Linked DNA regions of Gossypium hirsutum: all the other regions are linked to region 3. Evidence: chromatin contacts called from public Hi-C data. All regions are on one chromosome and are shown on one strand. Each heading gives the region's core, a stretch centred on a gene start, on an enhancer-like site or on the middle of the called end of the contact. The rest is flanking DNA. Distances are from core to core; before and after follow the strand shown. Region 1 holds the start of LOC107950746. Region 2 holds the start of LOC107950745 (ethylene-responsive transcription factor CRF1). Region 3 holds the start of LOC107950744 (ubiquitin-conjugating enzyme E2-17 kDa).

What was found. A called contact is a pair of places that touch in the nucleus more often than the background predicts.
Region 1: a Hi-C map of leaf shows a contact between it and region 3, with 4 times the contacts expected there. The contact joins the promoter of LOC107950746 here to the promoter of LOC107950744 in region 3. A contact is called at or near these places in 11 of 34 Hi-C or Micro-C datasets (anther, callus, hypocotyl and 2 more).
Region 2: a contact with region 3 is called in a Hi-C map of leaf, with 4 times the contacts expected there. The contact joins the promoter of LOC107950745 here to the promoter of LOC107950744 in region 3. A contact is called at or near these places in 3 of 34 Hi-C or Micro-C datasets (leaf and petal).

What each region holds. Positions count from the first base shown.
Region 1 is chrD03:33,433,041-33,435,819 of Gossypium_hirsutum_v2.1, forward strand. It overlaps LOC107950746, which reads right to left and starts at 1,319. Exons shown (of 2, transcript XM_016885699.2): 1 at 460-1,319. The coding sequence starts at 1,123.
Region 2 is chrD03:33,380,320-33,383,019 of Gossypium_hirsutum_v2.1, forward strand. LOC107950745 (ethylene-responsive transcription factor CRF1) reads left to right here and starts at 1,432. Exons shown (of 1, transcript XM_016885698.2): 1 at 1,432-2,700. The coding sequence starts at 2,037.
Region 3 is chrD03:33,177,269-33,180,030 of Gossypium_hirsutum_v2.1, forward strand. It overlaps LOC107950744 (ubiquitin-conjugating enzyme E2-17 kDa), which reads left to right and starts at 1,430. Exons shown (of 5, transcript XM_016885696.2): 1 at 1,430-1,601; 2 at 1,746-1,825; 3 at 2,408-2,535. The coding sequence starts at 1,756.

The sequences.
Region 1 (2,779 bases), core at 69-2,568, 260 kb after region 3:
TTAACCCCAAAGTTTTGTCCCAGTGGTACTCATCTTACCCATAAATGCCAATATGCTATAGGGAATGAATTCAAACCCCACCATAAAACTCTCAAGTTTCTCCTGGTTCGCCTGTTCAGGCACTGTTTGTGACTCTTGGCACCAGCATGTGGCGTCTCCATGCCCCGTTCATGGACAGGGCAAAAGCTCGAGGCTAAAACGGAGCATAGAACCCCGAGACAGAATACTAGACCTTTTGAGAATCCAACCCTAAACAAAAAAAAAAAAAAAAGCCCTGGGACTTGTTGAGGATCCGACCCTAAAAAATATCACCATCAATCCATAACCTGAAATGATACTGAAATCTTCATATGCATAGCAATCTTAAATAGCAACTCCAGCATGAATTTAACCAACCAAACAACAATATAAACACGAAAACAAAATAAAAAAAAAGGTTCAAGAATGTTGAATTTTTACCAGCATTTGGTGAATAACCGTTAGCTTCAATTGGTTTTAGCCCCCCATTTTCGGAAACCCCAATTTCTCCCCCATTCCTATTGTTGCTCTTGGAATCATCTTCATCTTGTAGAGTATTAAAACCAGTCTCTAAACACAAAACCCTCTTATCCAACTCCTCGAATCTCTTCCTCAGTATTTCCAACTCAGATTCAGCTTTGGCTTTCTCATTTTCAAGCTCGCAATTCTTGCTTCTCAAATTTATAATTTCGTGTTGTTTCTCATACATGCCCTTCACTTCCTCCGACAATCTATTACACCTTTCCTCAGCAGACTTTCCTCTTTCCCTCAAAACCATATTTTCTTCCCGCAACTTCGAAACCTCACCCCTCATATCCTCCCATTCTTTCTTGCATTTCCTCAGATCATCCGCAAAACCCATTTTTTCCAACCTCTCTTCTTCGAATTTGTAGGAAAATGAATCCTTTGCCTGTTTCAGTGACTCGATTTCCAGCTTTGATTTCTGCTCTCTCGCCAATAATTCCCTTTCTACCATGGCGAAATCGTTGGAACGAAAAGTGGATTTTACAAGAGAAATCATTTTGGGAATGCTCCAAGTACTGATATTCCCAATTTCGTTGTCACCCAAATCTGTCGAAGTAATAATTTCATTCTTAATAGCCATTATTTGTGAAATTGAAAACAAAACAAAGAAAAAGGGATACAAAGCGTCGTGAAGAAGAAGCAGAAAGGGAAAAGACTTTCAGGAATTTGTCCTTTTTTTGGTGCCCTACTGAGGCTAAATACTTGGGTAGGTTGTACTTAGCCCATACTGGAAACCAAATATGGCGCACTACAAGTTTTCTGGGTAAAACTTACATAGAAGTCCCTTTATTACGCTAGCTGTTAAATACTTATTTTGGCATAATACGAACTTTAGCCCTCCATTCTTTTACACTTTTATTTGATTGGGTCTCTATTCTTTTATTTTAAGTAAATTGGTCTTAATCTTTCGCACTATTTTGTTTTATATGATATATCAATAATTAATTAAAATTAAAAATCATAATTTCCAATAATTATTAAAATAAAAACTCTTTAAATTAAGAAAAAAATGTGAAAGAAGAGACGAAAATGATGTGCACAAATTGGATTGATCCATGCATATTGCCATAGTATAATTATTTTCACTACTGGACAAAGAATAGGTGTTATATCTATTATCTAGTTTTAAATGGGTTACCTGAATATGAAAATGTATGATGTTATCTGGGTAAATTAATCTTTATACATTAAATTTAAATTAATCTTTCGTGTTAAAAAATTTAGGGTAAACTACACAAATAGTTACTCAACTATGCATGTATTCTTGTTTTGGTCACCTAACTTTAAAAATTTTGAATTTAAGCATTGACGTTTTAATTCGTTATTGTTTTTATCACATGCTGTAAATTGATAACAAAAAGATTTTTTTTCAATTGGTATAATGATGCATTTAGTACTCAATACTTACATATTCTATCAATTTGATCCTAATTCTAAATAATTTAATAAATTTAACCCTTCACATTTACAAATTCTATCAATTTGATCCTCAAACTTCCTATCCAAAGTTTTTATATTTTAAAACAAAGGCATTCCACATCTATAAAATCACAAAACCCAAAAAGATTAAATAAATAAATAAATAAAAGCCTTCTCTCCACTAAGTACTAACAAGCCGTTTTCCAAGCCAATTCTTGATACCAATGAGTTTATCCTGAATTTTTTTTTCTCTTTTTTTCTCTTTTTGCATTAGTTTTCTTCTAAAGATAATTTTTTTAACCCTTTAACCGATACAATTTTAGCTAAAGAAAATAGAAAAACCTTTAAAAAAACCACTTTACATTTACTCTTATTGTTAACAGTATGATATTTCTATACCTTCCCTATTCATCGTGGGTTGGTTATTCGTCAGCACAGGTTTAGCTTATGATGTGTTTGGAAGCCTTCGTCCAAACGAGTATTTTACAGAGAGCCGACAAGGAATTCCATTAATAATTGGCTGTTTTGATTCTTTGGAACAACTCAATGAATTTAGTAGATCTTTTTAGGAGGACCCAATGACCATAGATCGAACCTATCCAATTTTTATAGTGCAATAGTTGGTTGTTCACGGACTAGCTGTACCTATCGTTTCTTTTTTGGGGTCAATATCAGCAATGTAGTTCTTCCAACGATAAACCTAATTTGAATTAATTATAGAGCTATGACACAATCAAACTCGAACAAACAAAATGTTGAATTGAATCGTACCAGTCTCTACTGGGGGTTATTACTCATTTTTACGGATGCGATTCTC
Region 2 (2,700 bases), core at 182-2,681, 200 kb after region 3:
ATAGTGAAATGGTGGCAAAAAGTGGGAAAATAGCAGCAAAACAGTTGGCGGTTTTTAATTGTAAATTCGGTCTGAGGCTGGGCAAAAAACGTTACCTGAGGCTTGACCCATTTTCTAAGCAGGCCTTTTTTTTGCCCTAGCCTATTTTTCGAGCTTATATTTTTACCCAGAACCTCTTATTTTTCGAGTAGATCAAGCTAGGTGTCCGACCCATGAACAACTCTAGCACCTACCACCAATAGGAGGGGAGAGAGAGAGAGAGAGAGAGAGAGAGAGAGCAGCAAGTAACATAAGGTTAGGCAACATCATTGCACCTTCGACATGTACACCTTGAGTATGGAATGCCATGTCGGATGTCGCAGTCAGGCTCTAAACAAAGTGTCAAAAGCCACCATGAACCCTAACATGAAAAACGAAGAAAACCTAAGGACGCCGGTATTAATCTAGCTATTAGATTCATAGAGCTTTAGAGTTGACATCGATAGAGACAGTCGAAAAAGAAACCTAACAATCATAAAAGGAAACAAGGGGCCAAATTAGAAGAAAAAAAAAAGAAGAAGAGAAAAATCTTGAAGAATACTGTTTGAAATTTGATGGATAATTAGTATTCAGACATTTGAATGTTTTATAATATTTTTTTCCCTCGAGTGAAAAATTATCTTGAAAAATGGCATAAAATATCTTCAACACTTAATTGCTTATTTGAAAATTCAAAAAATGTGTGTAGTTAGGCATGCTACTTCCTTTTCATCTATTCAAAGAAACGTATATTTCATACATCAATTATGGCTTCAATAGGTACTTCCATCAAATTTCATTACAATACAAATTTTCAATTAATTTTTGGAAAAATCAATTTGAAGAACACAATTATTCTTTAAGTAGATTTCGAAATAATTATTTTTATACAAAGTGTTTAGAATTATTTATAATCCTTTTAAATAGGAGAATAAAAGTGGTTGACCGCATTTGAACTCTTATTCTCTTATATTAATAATAATATCAATACTAACTGAGCTAAGACTATTAAAGATGAATTTGAAGAAGTTAATAAAAGCGGTATTACAATTGAAACGTGAACGGCCAGTTTGGAATACAAAATTTAATAGCTAATGATGATTAAGTTAAGACGTAACCATTATTATGACTGGTCATTGTTGTTATTCGTAGTGTTTTCATTAACCTTTGGGAGAAATAATTACAAAAATTTTCATCAATATCAACAAACTGGATTACACCATACATATCTGTCTAAACACTAATAGTTGAGAAATAATCCAAACCCGAAAATCAAACAAAACGGCAAATGAACCCACGATTATTATATAATTGTCTGCAAAAAATTCTCTTTTGTTTAACTTATATAATCAAAATGAGTTACCTTCAATTAAAAAACCCAACTTGATTAGTGGAATATATATAGAGACAAGTTGAATACTCTGTTTTCATATTTCAGCTCTGCTTCACTCTTCTTTCTTATCAAATTTTCTGGTCCCTCTCCATAACATTTCTTCTTTCTTTTTACTTTTCTGGACCAAGTATCCTCAAAAATCAAGTTGGGTTCTTTATTTCTTTTAAGACTTAGATTCCAAAGTTACCAAAAAATAGCTAATTTATGCTCTTAGTTAAGTGACTGTGAACAGCACTGTTCTTTTTTTTTTCTGAGAGAGATATTTATTCTCTATCTCTTTTTCCACAAAAGCCATTTGCTTGCGTTTGCTATCCCCTTTTTTTTTTAAGCTCTGCAACTTTTTTGCTTACAAAAATTTCGTCTTTTTTGGCTCACTCTTGGTTTTCTCGTCGTTTGATGAACTTTTTGATGAAGAGATTAATGGTGGATTTCTCTTCGTTTCAAGCTTCTCTTTAACGTGGTTGTTCTTTCTTTCTTTCTTTTAGTTCTTCAGCTTTCCCTTTATTCTCCTCGTGTCTCGACTCTCAAAGCTCAAAGGAATCTCTTTCCTTTTGATCTTCCTTTTTATCTCACTTCATACTCTTACTTAACACCACAAAAAAAAAACCAGAAAAACCCAGAAAAAATGGATCCTTGTTCAGTTTCTTTAATCAAATACACTGAGCATCGCAATGAAACTAAGCTCCTTTCGCCATTGGTAAATGGAAGAGTCGAGAATAAGCCAGAAATGAAGCCTCGAATTGTACGAATTTCAGTTACTGATGCTGATGCTACTGATTCTTCTAGCGACGATGAAGAAGAAACACGAATGATACGACGTCGTTCGAGGAACAGAGTCAAGAAGTTCGTCAACGAGATTACCATTGAGTCAACAAATCCCACAGAGTCGAGGTGTGTTCGAAAAAAGCCGGCGGCGGAGAAGTTAAAAGTTAAAGCGGCGGCGAAAGTACCGGCGGGGAAGAAGTTTAGAGGGGTAAGGCAACGACCTTGGGGAAAATGGGCAGCGGAGATAAGAGATCCGTTAAGACGTGTGCGGTTATGGTTAGGTACCTATAACACCGCCGAAGAAGCAGCAATGGTTTACGACAAAGCGGCTATTCAGCTACGTGGACAGGACGCGCTCACCAACTTTACAACTCCTCCGATGAAAGACGAAAACATCAGCCAAAAACAGTTATCCAGCTCCGATTACAACTCCGGCGAAGAATCACACAACAGTTACCTTTGCTCTCCGACTTCCGTTCTCCGTTGCCCTTCGCTTTCCATCGACGAAGTCGATTCTCAAAGCT
Region 3 (2,762 bases), core at 180-2,679:
AACACTGTTAAAATTATTTTGTTAAATTCAATTTTATCACAACACCATTTTTTAGTTATATTGCTACAAAGTAAATATTTTTTATTTCAAAATATCACCCAACAAATCCGTATAATTATTTTAATGATAGTGGTTAATTTACACAATTATTTTATTCAGGGTGACTAAATTAAGAATTTTTTTTAAAATGATCATACTAAAGCTAACCCTATTTTAGAGTGATTATCAGCGTAATTTACCCCAAACAAAATTAGGGGCGACCCAAAAAATTTTAAAATCCAATTTACTTTTAAAACAAAATTAACTTACCTCTAAAACCAACAAAAAAAAACAAAAGAACTTATTTTAGATAAACTCTATCCACAATCTACATTTAAAAGAAATTATACAAACTATTACATGACAAACTAAATAATTTAACACAACACGATATAACACAAGTTTCATAATCCAACACAACATTGCAACAAAATTATTTTCATTAACAATTTTTTTATTTATCAAATAGTGAAGTGAGTTTTGCTTCAATGAGAAAAAAAAAAAGCGTCAAATGCTGAAATGAACCGCGTAGTGCAAGTGAAGGATCGGGTTCGGGTGTAGTATTTTTGGGTTTAATTTATTAATTGAGTTTAAATATCAATTGGATTTAATTTTTGGATATTGGCCCAATTAGGTATAAATTTTAAGGGTGAATTACGTGATTAAACTTAAAAAAAATTATGAAATGAGATTAAATTATTTTAAAGTTTCTATTTAAAATACTGGGTTGTTTTTTTTTTAAAGCCTGACTAACGAGTTTCAAGCAACAATTAGATGGTTGGTACAGTAGCTCAATATCCATTAAGAGTAGAAAAATATACCTTAAATCTAAGTCAATCTAAAGATCAATGTATGATATCAGAAAAAAAAATTGTTTGAATTTTGGTTTGCATATTCACAACGTTTAAAGCTGTTTCTTGAAAACAAAATGAATTGTAAAAGAGAAGGGAAAGCAAATCGTTTGATTGGTGGAGGCGATGCGGATAAAAAAGTCATATAACATCAATTTTAACAACTCGTTGAATTAAATAAAAACTTTCGAATAATTTAGTGATCATTTTGTAAGCTTTTATAATTGAGTGACGAAAACATAAATTTATTAATAATTTAGTGACAATAAATGTAATTTACCCCGATTACGATTAGTTTTTGAATTGAGTTTGAGTTTATAAAATATAAAAATAAAAATAAAAAAATATTTTTTTTCAAAACCAAAATCAACGATTTATTTTTGCACACTCCTGCAAATTACCTTCACGCGCCACACGCGGTTGCCAATGCCATCTCTAAAGAGAAGGTATCCGTGTCAAAAGAAATACAAAATAAAATTCTCTTATAATCGTGTGGGGTCTACAAAGATAGCCAATGAGAGCACAAAACATCCCAATTTTTGCCTTTTTCTACATAATAATTATAATTTTTATTATTAAAAAATGATGTTCTGGGAGATCTATTTTTAAAGCTTTATTTTTGCCTCTTTACATTTCTTCCGCTATTTTCAGCAACTAAAAAAAAAAAAAAACCCCAAACAGACAATAGCCTAGGACAGGAGGATCTCTCAGGTACTTGTTCTTTTTTCTCTCCAGTTTCCTCTTTATTTCGTTTCATTTTTTTGGTTTCTCTTCAATTTAAAATTTTCTTTGCTAGACACAAAAAGCGATCTAGCTTGAAAAGTTCTATTTTTTTAAAGATTTTGTTTGTTTTAGGGTTTAGGTGATGGCTTCAAAGCGGATCTTGAAGGAGCTCAAGGATCTCCAGAAAGATCCTCCTACCTCTTGCAGCGCAGGTTCAAAATTTTTTTTTCTATTTCGTGTTTCGATTTGTTCATTTCTGAATTTTTAAAGATTTGTTCGTTGAAACTCTTTTTTTTTTTTGAAAAAATGATTAGAAATTTTTTAGATATCTGCTTTTGAAAAAGAAAATTATGACATGATAATTACTATTGCTGCATAATTCAATTTGACCTATATATAACGAATCTATTTTCTATACTTAATTATTAGTCTTTTCATTTTGACCATGATGATTCCATTTTTTTCTAACCACAATATATTTCTTTTTTATTTTTTTAAAATTTTCATGTCTAATTATTAGTTAATTATTGTTCATGTCTGTTTGTTAAGGTGTTATTCGGTCATACGAAATTGTTCATGTATAGGTGAAGTTTGTAAGGAAACGATTTGCATAATTGCATGTATTGAGTATATGAACTCGTCATTTCTGTTATATGTGCTTAAATTTCTTAAGGCAAATAAGAGAAAGGATGAGTGGTTCGTTCAATTTTTATTTGGGAAAATATTATCATAAGATTACTTGGTGATTGTTCATCTAACTATTGTCCTTTTGCTTATTTTTACTATTGAATTAGGCCCTGTTGCTGAAGACATGTTTCATTGGCAAGCAACTATTATGGGTCCTCCTGACAGTCCTTATGCTGGTGGAGTGTTTCTAGTCACCATTCATTTCCCTCCGGACTATCCATTTAAACCACCAAAGGTAGTTGATTGTATTCCTGAACCAAACTAGTTTACATTCTTTCTTGCCTTGGCTCTATAATTTGTATTTTTAGCTATCAAGTGTTGTTATCCTATATCTGTTAATTACTGGATTTCCTGTGGTCTCATTTACAAGTTTGGTCCTTCCACTTATTACTTTTGGTTTCAGTTTGGATGCATAACATTAGTATTCAGGTTGTCTATTTGTAGGCCCAGTTGAGCTACACG